2 separate regions of the Athene noctua genome follow, and region 2 is linked to region 1. Evidence: chromatin contacts called from public Hi-C data. All regions are on one chromosome and are shown on one strand. The core of a region is the stretch at or near the end of the contact, and the rest is flanking DNA. Distances in the headings are between cores, read along the strand shown.

The links. Hi-C and Micro-C count contacts between places; a contact is called where the count stands out from the background.
Region 2: a contact with region 1 is called in a Hi-C map of liver, with 4 times the contacts expected there. The contact joins the promoter of PDGFRL here to the promoter of FGL1 in region 1. A contact is called at or near these places in 2 of 2 Hi-C or Micro-C datasets (heart and liver).

Annotation. Positions count from the first base shown.
Region 1 is chr4:81,903,094-81,909,205 of bAthNoc1.hap1.1, reverse strand. FGL1 (fibrinogen like 1) reads right to left here and starts at 3,026. Exons shown (of 9, transcript XM_074905882.1): 1 at 2,916-3,026. It overlaps PCM1 (pericentriolar material 1), which reads left to right and starts at 4,919. Exons shown (of 38, transcript XM_074905879.1): 1 at 4,919-5,123.
Region 2 is chr4:82,094,648-82,100,759 of bAthNoc1.hap1.1, reverse strand. PDGFRL (platelet derived growth factor receptor like) reads left to right here and starts at 2,273. Exons shown (of 6, transcript XM_074904110.1): 1 at 2,273-2,538. The coding sequence starts at 2,484.

The DNA.
Region 1 (6,112 bases), core at 1,777-4,276:
CAGATACACAATACAGAAGGCAGCAACAAACCTTCATTATCATGGATAAGATCAGCAAATTCAGGATATTTAGGCATTATTTTATCACACTTCAAATATGGCATCCCTACAATTCTTATTAGAAATATAAATATAAAACAAGCACTCTCATCTTTTTCAATAGACAGTAGCAAAGACAGCATAGATATTACTAGCATAGATGGAACACATCACAGAAGTTAAAGATCTAACAAACGTCTCAATCTGTACACATCTCCTTTGCAGAATATAGAAAAATGGTGGATTTGATGAAGGCTCAGAGTAATTTTTTTTTTAAATTATGACAATAAATTCCATTGCTGATGTCTGTCTTCTATTCATTAATCCCAAGAACATAACAAACATGAATTAAGCTGTATTGTGAGGAAATGCGTAGGGCAGACAAGTGACTTGCTCAAGATCTTCGTGCGAGAGCCAAGAAGAGAACATAGTCCATAACCTTCTGCCTTACTCGCAAGAACAGTTTACATACCCTGCCTTCTCCTGACTGCCTCCTTTCCGCTGGCCCCAGTTTTCCTTTGGTTCTCTCCAAATACGTCTTTCTCCTATATTTTACTTTGTGAAAAGTATGTAATCTCTTTGGAAAGGTGTGCCAGCTAATCTCTCTTCCTCAGTATTTATCAATTCAGTGTTGTTATCCATCGGTACCAACCCTAATCAATAGTGTAACTGAAACCAGTTAGCACCAAATCTCTACTACACCTCTTATCATCAGAAAAAAAGAAAAAGGAACCATAAAAGCAATGTTATTAGAAATCTGACAGAAAAAAAGTAATTACAAAGTTATTTAAAAACCCTTCAAAGCTACCCTAATTTATATGGTTGCATATATATATATGTAGTCATTGGACATGCCAGTACTCAGTACTTCTGTATTTGCAAAAACTGTATCAGAAAAGCAAGTATCGATTTCAAAAACATTATTGCCATTATTAGTTCCTAATTTTCTTTATAACGTGTGGTAGGGTTACTTATTTCTTTCATATTCTTTTCCTTTCATTCATTCCTTATAATTCCTATCATTCAATTCAGAGAGGGAAATTTATGTGGTATTTCTAAGATATGTAATAATTTTATCTTTCTCTTGCTCACTTCTTTTTTTGCTTTGGTTTGGTGGTTTTTTTGGTTGTTTTTTTTTTTTTCAGTGTAGCACATACAAAGTTGTGTCTCCAGAAATCTAAATAATGTGGAAGTGGCTAGACAACATCATGATACACAATGACCATCCAAGATACTATGAATAAAGGTTGTTCCTTAATCACTTTTCTAAGGAATCTGCAGACATGCATGTTTAACCCAAATCTGTCTTTTCAGAACAACCAAAGTATTTTGTTTCTTCTTGAACTGCTTTTGTTAGCCAAGGAATAAACTGAAGATTGGAAATAGAAAAAGTATGACTGGAAATAGAAAAAAAATGAAATAGATGAGACTATATACCTAAAAGTACAGTGTATCAAACAAATGTTGAACTAAACACCTAAGAGGGACATCCAGATTAAGCACCATATCTGTACGCTGGTCGTGAAACAGGATCTTAATTTCTTAAGAGTGATGTTGCTAACTTCTGTGCTGTAGAGACCTCTTTTAAAATGGTTTTCAAAACGGGACAGTGAGAAAAACGTGGTCCTGGGGCTTCTAGGCAGGGCAACAGTGGTGTTCCTGGTGTGTTATGGTTGTGTGAAACGAGCATGCTTAAAAGAAAACTGATTATGCCTCGTGGTTCTGTCCCGTTTGATACCAGTCGGTAGTATTTTACTACAATGTAATACCTTGAGTGCGTCTAACAGTATTTATTACAGAATGATAATAGTAGTATCAAGGGGATTATTTTCCCCACCCCTACAGGTGTGGGGAAGGTTTACAACAGGGATCCTGTCCATTCTTCAGCTGAGATTCAGGCCATTTTTCAGGGTCTGACCAGGTTAGCTAATACCTATCTCCCAATTACTCTTCTTTCCTTCATTGCTTCTGATGGCTATTGTGTTTGAGCAGATCATAAAAAAAAATGCTTTCAACTTCAGTGGCAGTGAATTGGCTAATCCTTGACCAACCTAACACATGGCTTTGGAGTCTTAAATGCCTGTGCCTCTGCCCTACACCTGCTTATTATTAGACTCCCATAAGGATAAGTGGACACTTTATCTTTCTGTAAAGATCAACTCAAGACTCTCTGTTAATGCCTTAAAAGATCTTTCCAATCTAATGTTACACAATGAAAGAAAAATTACCTTTAATATAGTAGCCTGATAGTCACTGTGTAGCCATATTATGGTAGACCAATCATTTTTGGGCAGTTTCATTTTTACAGCAAAAACCTCTTTGTCACCAAATTAGCAAATAAGTGGACATTTACTATCTGTACCGATTGCCCTATTAATTACTGCCTTTGTTTCAGGGCCTTTAAAAATATCTCCCCCGAACTACTACTCCTATCTCCTCTGTCTCAGTAAAACTTTATTCCTTCCCTTCCTGTCTCTAGTCCTTACATGCCTGTATTTTGTTTGCCTTCTTTCACTCTGGAATAATAAAGTGAAATGAACAAGATAGAATCAGCAGATGCACAAGAAATCATCACGTCTCTGACACAGCTTTCAATCCTAATTAAATTGAGCTATCTTAAAGATAATCTATCCAGTTTCTGTGAGGGTTCATTTATTAGCATGTCTGCTGATGGAAGCACTTATAACAGATCTTTGTAGGAGGAATTAGTTACTGTCAGTCTAGAAGCTCATTAGCATTGATACAGGACTTTCCCCAAAATATTTTTTTTTTTTTTAATAAATTAACAGGGCATTCTTTAAGCCATATTAATTTTGGCTACAGTCATTCCCAAACCCAGAGATGCGATTTTATAACAGTACTGGAGAACCACCTACTGGAAAGAATGCTTCTTGCAGTGCAATCCATGATTCCTTAATGCTTGCTGTACTTTTTTTCAGCTCCCATACCCAACGAAAAATGTCAAATGTCTCTGAGGAGCTGGTACTGTTTTACTTCTTCGGAGAACTTTTTTTTTTTTTTTTTTTTTTTTAAAGAAAAAAACAAGTTTGCAGCCAATTCCTGAAGAGGGACAGAAAACATAAGAGAAAAATCATCTCACAAATGTCAAGCAGGAATCGGAGTAATGATGCTGTAAGTTCCTATGAGAGACCTACCAATGGCTGACATTCTGTGGTAAGGAAATATGCAGTTATGACATACAGAGGACTACAGTAAAGACCTTGTTACTAGAACATGCCAAAATCTATTTAATTTCTAGTTTTTCCTTAAAAGTGTATTATATTTTTACGTACTTTTTTTTTTTTTAATTTTATTTTATTTTTTATTCCCCTGCGGAAAACAACGGGAATGAGGGAGCTGTATTTTAAGAATAAATCACAACAAAAATAATGATAGTCATTGCATTAAGGCATTATTTTCTCTTAAATTCTGCCTCCACCTGCTGGGCAGTGGGAGATATGCCACCGTGACAATATAAAATGCCTTGCCAACAGCAACACTGCCAATATCGTGCTGAATATCCAGACATGGTACCTGAAGCTAGGATAAAAGGCATCACTTGAAAGAATAATTTTAAAAAGCTGATAAATTAGCTTCTTTATTAGCTGCAGAGTGGCAATAATATATATTCAATACATAGAGAGCTTCCATGAAGTTGTTGCAGATTCTTTTTAAAGCAATTTCAGTTATGGATATAGTCATGTAGCCCATGGTAGAAATGGGATAAAAGTGCTACAATAAGAGGCAATCCTATGCTCACCTCTTTCATGCACTCCGTATTGTCCAGAACTATTTCTTTGATACAGGGGCATCTGCTGGAGAGAAACTGCATTTTTACTGAAACATTTTTATTTCGGTTTCCTACTAATTTAGTTCCTTTTCTAAACTACAGATTGATTAATGTGTCATTTATTTTTTGGTGGAGTAAAATACATTGGTAAAAGTACTGATTGGGAGAGATGTGGGGTTAACTACATCTACCAGTAGTACCAGTGGAACGTTTCTCACCCAGGATGAATTGTGAGGCCTATGTAAATATTAAGTGCGTCTGGTTTAGAAATTGAGTGTAACGAAAATGCTAATTCGTTTTTCTCATTCTGACAATGAGGAACAATCCCCTCAAATGAAAGCAATATAAATTATGTTGGCTTTACTGAAGCAGAAATCAAAATTACTGATTATATGGTGCAAGTCCAGCTCCCTTGTGGACTAACAAGAACTTCTGCTAAGTTTATCTGCCTGGAACAGCTGGGTGATGGGAGCATAACAGTAAAGCACAGCACAAGTATCACTCACAGCTATTTTTAAAATGCTAAATCCTCATTTTTTTCCCCCTTTTTTAAGAACTTAGATATCTAAACTCCAAGCCCTAAATCAAATAGCAAAAGACGAATAATGGCATTGCAGAAAAAGAAGGAAAAAAGGTAGGGCAGACTGCAATGATTTCCCCCTCTTTACCGCTCTGTTTTCAGCTGTGCCTTCTGACAGGCGACCGAAAGCAGACAGAAAGATTCTGCAAGTCGATAATCCTCGCCCACGCTCGGGGCTCTGACGTGATTCCACCGGTCTGCCAGGCAGGTTAAATCATTTACGGGGTTCATCAGCGCTTTCCTGGTTTATCTGAGGAGCCAAAGGAGCAGGCCGGCGGCGGGCCCTGCCGGGAAACCCCCGGTCCCGGACGGCGGAGCCCGCTCGGAGTCGGCGTTCCGGCCGCCGCCGCGCCTGCCGCCAGGGGACGCCCGGGAGCGCGGGAAGAGTGGCCCTGCCCGTCCCGCCCGCCCTGCCGACAGGCGGCCCGCGGCGGCGCTTGCGCGGCGCGGAAGGGCACCGCCGGGCGGGGTTACCAGGTAACGGCGGGTATCCGTCCGCTGGGGGCCGCCTCCCTCACGCAGTGGCGACTAAGATGGCGGCGGTGGCCGTTGAGGGAGGACTGTGAGTCCCGCCGCCGGCGCTCAGCGAAGCGGGGCCGCTGCTCTTCTCCGCTGCCGGACGGGGGAACGCCCGACTGGGCAGCCCGGGCCCCGCGGGTGGCGAGCAGCAGCGGAGGAGGAGCTGGCTCTGGGTGATCCCCCCTCCGCCGCGGGGTGAGCCGCCCTCTCCCCGCATCGCGCGGCGGGCTGTGCCCGTTCTCTCGCGGGCAGCGGAGCGCGGGGGGAGCCGGGGGCCGCCTCTGGGGGCGTGCTGGGCCGCCGGGCCCGTGCGAGCGGGCGGCCGGCCGCCGAGGAGAGGGGGTTAGCTTCGCTGCCCGGCGCGGCGGGGAGGAGGGCCCGGGGGGGCGGCGGCGGAGCCAGGCCCGCAGGCCCGGGGAGGCGGCGCGGTGCCGGCGGTTGGGGCAGGCCGCTCCCCTCCGCCCCGGGGAAGGGTGCCGGACTCGCTCTCGGAGGAGACGCCGGCGGGCAGTGGCGACGGCCGCGCTTCTGCCCGAGGCGCTTCGGGCAGCGCCCCCCGCCCCGCCCCGGGTTTTGGCGCCGTGAAGGAGCGGGCTTCTCGCGCGCCTCCCGGCCCGCCCGGCGCCTCGCCCGCCGCCCGCCGCAGCTCGGCTGGCAGGGCCGCCCCGGGGCGCTTCCTCCGCCGACCCCGTTGGCGGCGGCCAGACTCGCCGGGCCTGGGCTCGGCGTCCCGCCGTGGGAGGGGGCCAGGTCGGGACGGCAGCCTGCGGGGCGCGGGGAAGGGCGGAGGTGCGCGGCTCGGCCGCGGCCTGCGGGCCGGGGGTGCCGGGCGGTCCGCCGTGGGCCGGGTGCTCGAGCCTGCGGGTCCCTTCCGCGCGTTGCTCGTGTGGGGGCTGCCCGGTGCACCAAGGGCGGACCTGCTCCGCGGTGTGTTTCTTGTTGGACGGTACCGTGTGGTTGGCAGTACTCGGCAGGTTTTGATTGAGTTGATGCTAAACTAATGCTCAGTGAGGGGCGCGTGGCTTAAAATGCTAAATTTAAAGATGTTCGATCCTATTTTCAGTCTTTATAGCGTTATGTTTTGGGGTTTTTTTACTACTTTGTTTTCTGTTTTTAATTTTCAAAAGCTATGTGCAGAATTAAGTGCTCTTCAGAGCTGTTGCAGTTCACATAAATGCTACAGG
Region 2 (6,112 bases), core at 1,024-3,523, 190 kb before region 1:
ACCTTGTCACCTGGCACTGTTTCTAAAGTCATTTGGTTAGTCATCTTTGTTCACAGACTTAAAGAGTAGCTGTGATTTGGGGTTTTCTCCTGAGGTATAGGGCAACTTGTTTATAGAATTCCTTATGAAGTTTTCAAGTGATTAATAGTCACCTTATTGTACATACAGACTTAGTAAGACTGATCTTGAAAATCTTGATCCCAGGAAGCAGTGGGAATATGGCCACTGATTTAAATAAGGACAAGAGTCATTCTTCAAGTATCACACTTAAAGCATTGAGCTGAAAAGATGTATTTAAGCTATTAGTTTACTCGTGTGGAGAACTGGGGTCATTACATGGAGGTTTACATTAGTTCTTCTCATGTCATAAATGAAAACTAGTTTTTCATGCATATCCATTTAAAGCTAGGAAATTTGGAATTCATAAAATCACCTTTTTCATCGTATATCTGTACAGAAAAAAAGGTGTGCCATCTTAAAAAGATCTTAAAATTAATGAAGTTTGAGTGTTATTTCCAAGTGTTATTACTGTATTTTCCAAAAAAATACTAATATTTGGAGCTCAGTCACCATTAGATCATTGACCTAGCCTGTGTATGAAAGGAAAGGAGAAATTTGACCTAGGGAGGCACGTAAGACTTGCAACTAGCAATTTTGCAGATGACAGAATAAAACCCACTCTTCATCAAAAGCAGGAGCTGTGAATATTTCCAGTGCAAATCTGGAGTTTATATTACACATCTTTTCTAAGTTATGTCCAAGATTCATTTCCTTTAACACAAAGACCGATAACCTTTTCAGAATATAATACTTGGTGGTATTCTAACTGTTTAAAGGGGGACTTTTAAAATACGCTGTAGCAACAAAAATACTGTTTTTCTTAATTTGTTACAGGTAATGGATGAATTTTGGAATGATGTTTAGGATATGCTAATGTATTCTCAGGTCACTGCATAAAACCCCTAAGAAGGTCTAAGCAGAACTGTAATAGGGCTATGGAATGAAAAAGAGATCAGGAAATTTCATCATCTTACTCCATACCTGGCCCCTGCTGGCTGCTTCATCACTAACCAGAGACCCCAGGGTGACGTCTCAGAGCAGACTTAGGCAAGCAGGTCTCTGAACTCTGCATGTGTATGCACTTACGAGGGCAAGGAAGCATTATGTACATCCCTTCTGATATATTTGAATGGATGCAGACAAAGATTAGACTTCCTTTAAGATCTGTAAATGCTCTACTCTCACGTCTACTGTGGCCCCGGAGCTGTGCCAAGGGGTGTCATTCTCCATTTACTTTATCCTGATTCACACTGGACTGTGATCTTGCCTACTACAAAGTCTGCCTGTGACTTCTGACAGCCATTATTTTTCCTCCTTCCAGTCCAGTCTTCACCTTGCCCTCCATCTACCTCTGTGACCCCTCCACTCATATTTTCCCTCCCTTTCCCTCCAAAGGAAACTCTCAGATTTCAAGAAACATCTTTTGACAGTTCAGGGCAGAAACATACATGCAGCAAATGTCAAATTTACCGTGTTCATCTCTTAGCAATGAAGAGATACCTGCACCTTCTCAATGGGCTTCACACAGGCACCGATCATACTTCAAAGCTGGGTCATGGACTCCAGAGACCCAAATAGCAACACATAGATACCTCCTCTATATTTCCACTGTGAGGTAGCTTTTCCTGAGCGGGCTTTTGGGAATCTCTTTGCTGTGCCAGGCTGGAATGAATGCAGTAGTTTGACTTTAAAATGTGCTTTTGCTGCCTTAGGCAGTGATCTGTGCCTGATGCCCATCCGTAGGGTCACCTGTGATCTATCACCTGTACAGCTCTCGCTCTGTCCCTGCTCCCCTCTGCAGACCCGGCTACAGGTCCAAAGGCAACCATCAGCTTGCACCCGCGCAAAGCCACGCCTGGCAAAGGGCAGCGCTCACCGACCAGCTCACTCAAGCAAGAAACTTCCACAGGTGCCCCTCAGGTTGAGATTACTTGGGAGGCAGCCGCGTTCCTGCCCATGCCACCGCGTCCTGCGGGAGTGCGCGGGGCCTGCGCTGCCCGCGGCACTGATGGCCGGAGGGGACCCGGCCGCCCCCCTCAGCCGCCCGGCCCGGCGAGGAGCTGCGGGGCAGAGAGCCGCGGAGGGAGGAGTTCAGGCGGGACACAGGAGCCGGAGGCTTCCCCGCGTAGGCGGCGCAGCGCCGCAGCAGGTGCCCAGACCCGCGGAGGACGCGCACGGCCGGGCCCGCCGGCGGGGCTCCGTGGGTGCTCCCTCCCTCGGCGGAGAAGGCGGGGGTACCCTGGGCTGGCCCGGCTGCGCCGCGCCTTCCGCCGGCGGGGCGCCCCGGGCAGGGAGCCCCGGCGCCGGGCGGGCTCCTCCCCGCGCCGCGGCCCGCCGAGGTGCCACGGGGCCGTTCCCCCCCGCCCGCCGCCATCGCCGCCGCGCCCTCCCCGCCTCAGCTCGGCGCCGCGGCCGCTCCCGCCATGCGGCTCTGGGTGCTCGTCAGCCTGCTGCTGCTGCAGGGAACGCTGCCACACGGTGAGCCGCGATACCCCCGCCCTCGGCGCTGCCGCCCCGCCGGCTTCCCCCCGCCTTGCGATCCGCCGCGGGTTCCCCTTCCTGCTGGGCTGCCTCCGTCGCCCTCAGCGCGGCCGCCCCGTGAAGCCCGCGGCAGCGCCTCGCCCCCCGCCACGAGAGCCCCGGGGAAGGGCCGGGAGCCGTCCCGGCGCGGCGGCGGGGCCCCCGTCCCGCTGGGAAGGCGGGCTGCGCCCTTGGGCTGCGGCCAGCAAGCCGCCGGGAACCCAAAATACGGTTTCAGTCCGTGCTGGGGTTTTGGGGAAGAGGCGTTTGCGGCAACCCCAGCTGCTTCCCCCTGCGCCGTTTCTCCTGAGGGTCGACGTTTAAGTCCGCTCTGAAATCGTCATGCCGCGGGTGGACTAGGTAAACTAGGTTTACTCGTAACTTTTTTCAGGTTGTGATGAAGCCTTGGTGGGGGAAGAGGCAAGTTTTTGACTGGGAAGGGACATTTGTAACCAATCCTTGATTTATATAGACTGGTTTTTAGACTATTTATGTATTTTAGACTATTTATATAGCTAGGCTAAAGAGAGGCTGTTTCCCTCTGGCAAAATGTGAATAAACTTACTAAAACTTCTTCAGAAGAAACAACAAAAACAATCCCTTTTCACCGCGGAGGGCTTGGGGAACAAAGCCTATGTGGCTCGTAGAAGGGTTTGTAGAGAAATCAGAGGCAGGTTCTGAGGGGTGTGGTGAAAGGCAGAGGCAGCTACCGCAAGTGGCCCAAGAGGAGGCCGTAAGGAAAAAATTATTGAAAGAACATAAAAAATTCTTCATCCTGAGAGCTGTTAAGCAGTGAATGAAGTTGTCAGGGGAGACCGGAGAGTTTCCAGCCTTTGGGATAGTCAGAGCTCAACAGGACAAGGCTCTGAGCAACTGAAGGGGGGTGAGGAGGGACTTCTAGAACTCCTTTCCAGTCCAATTTTTCTTATGACTGCATGCAAAGGAATTGCACTCTGGACCGCTGTGGTGCTGGAGAGCATTTCTGCTGAAAGATTTGGTCTGTGGGTGTATGTTACCACGTCAAGAAAAGTGTTTTCTATTTGAGAAATAAACAATAAAAACAGAATGAGAAATGACTTGTAACTTGGGCAAAAGATTTCCCAGGTCTATGTTTTTCTCAGTTTGTCTGGTTTATACTGAGGTGTGACTTGGTGCTTCACGCTATTTCATCCAGAAGTTTAGCTATGGGAGAAAGTAAGCTGGCATATTTAATGACAGTTCCTTATCTAAAGCTAGAGGTGTAAGTCCTAATGTAGGCTGTGATTTCAAAATAGGCTTCCTAATTTAGCTTATATTAGTTTATGAACAGTGAAATACATCCCTCCAGATTGTCTGTATGAGCATTGAGGTACCACCCTGTCCGTGTGAGTGTTCAGATGATTAAATTTTCATTTAAAGTACCACAAATAGAGATGTGTCCAACCTGTTTTGTACATTAGTTGTGATCACAATGACTCTGCTCTCTCATCTTAGTCCTGGTGGTTAAAAACTATTCTTTATGGTAACCTTACGCTTGATTATTTTTTTTTTTAAGGAAGAATTAATCGGTATTAATGAGAGTTGAAAGGTCTCTGATGCTGGGGCCTGCCTCATGGAATGGGTACATCTGGCAGACAGTGAACACAATTCCACTGTCCTTGTGGGAGGCCTTGCACCGCTACTAGGTGGACACTTGAAGATCAGGGGTCTCCTTGAGTTATAACCTGTGCAGCTATGAAACCAGCAGAACGTGCATGCAGATATCTGGTGATGTCTCCGGTCAAACTGGATGGATGCTTTTTAGCATTATGGGACTAACACTCATTTGGGGATTGTGTGTGTAACGTGAGACAAATGCTGTGACCTAAGGAGCAAAAGTGCTCTGTCATGTATTTCTGTGACACATCAGTGCATAGTCTCCTACTTTGACAGGATGAGTTAGTAGGGACCCTGAATGTACTGTTGCAGAGAAAATTAGTACAGTGCATGTTAGAAGTGACACTAGGAGCTGATCAGAGATAGGAAAGAGTTTTCTCAATATTTTTCTACTAAGTCTTATTTTATTTTTTTTAATAAGAAGTGCTATTGCTGGATTAAAACAGTGAGGGCTCTGTGCATAAATCTAGTGAGATGGTAAAGTATCCCAAACATGGCATATTCATGTGTGTGCATAAATGGGCTAGTTGAGTTTGTTCCCTTCCTTGGGTGAGGAAATAGAGGAATCTCTGGTGGGTTCTGTGTTCCTGAAGGGATTTGATTGTGTGTCCTCTTTGTCTTAGGTGATAGGCTACTGTACCAGTTAATTTAGTTATTGGGCATACAGGTACTTGATTCAGCAATGAGAGAAGGCAGAATTATGAGGTGCTGAAGTGGTGGCGTCAGTAGATACCTGGACAGACTTAGAGGAAGTGTTAGGGAGGAGTGTGGTGACGGCTTGCTTGGAAACTCAACTCCCGGGGAGGTGCAGCAGAGAGGCAGAACTAGGTTTTCCATGTAGGAGCATAAAAGCTCCTATGATCATGTTTCCTGAAATGCCCCTGCTGTCACCTGCAGGGAAATAGAAGGTCAAACACACAGGAGTCTTACTGTATAGCTGGGAGTGTGGTATAGGAAGAAAGTGTTCAGACTCACTGAGGACTACATGGAACAGATGGAGCTTGTGCAGGGAGGAAAGACTTAATCTAGAGAAAATCAAAACCAGGCTTCTGGCACTTAAAATTCAAAAGCTTTCATAGGGGAGTTTCTTAAAGGCAGAGTGTCAGGTGTGGAAGAGAACACAGTTTGGGATCACACATTTCCTTGGGGTGAGGCGGTAAGATCTGTGTGCCTTTGAACAAATGTCAGGGTTGAGGTTGTCAGAACATAGTGGAAATGGCAGAGAGTAGTTTGAACAAATTGTCCTGTTTCAATAGGGTGAAAAGGGCGGCTGGACCAAAAGGTGTGTGCTTCCACAGACAAATCTGGAAAGTGCAACAGGGAACTGGAGTGGCTGGTTTGAAATACAAATGCTTATCCAGAAGGCTCATCACAACTGTCAGTGGGACCTTATAATACTAGGGCACAAATTACACGGGAAAAAAGGAGTACCTCAACCCAAAAGAGAAGTGGTAGTATCTGTTAAAGAAAGCTTTGCTGTTAAATCTGATTCCTGGTGGGTTTTGTCAGTAAAATACATCTGGACTGAAATACCAGCCCCGTGGAGGAAAACAACCTGGTTACTGGCCACCCAACGAGATGGAGGGTATGACTGCTCTGTTAAAGAAAATCAGAGGGGTGGCAAGGACTGGATAAAAAAGCAAAAGGAAGAATTACTTATCCTCTCATAGGTTGGATCACACATGTCAGGGTGTGACAGCAAGTGCAATTGTTTAGATGCTACAAATGATGACTTAGAGCCGCTACTCAGTGAACCCCTGAGAAAAGCAGCACTTCTTCACTTGATTTGAAGCAGTACTCAGCTAATTGGATTCAGATGTTGCTTTAGAAGAGCCAGACTGTAGTTTTAATATTCTTGCAGGAATAATAAAAGCCAAAGAAACGATTGATGCATTTA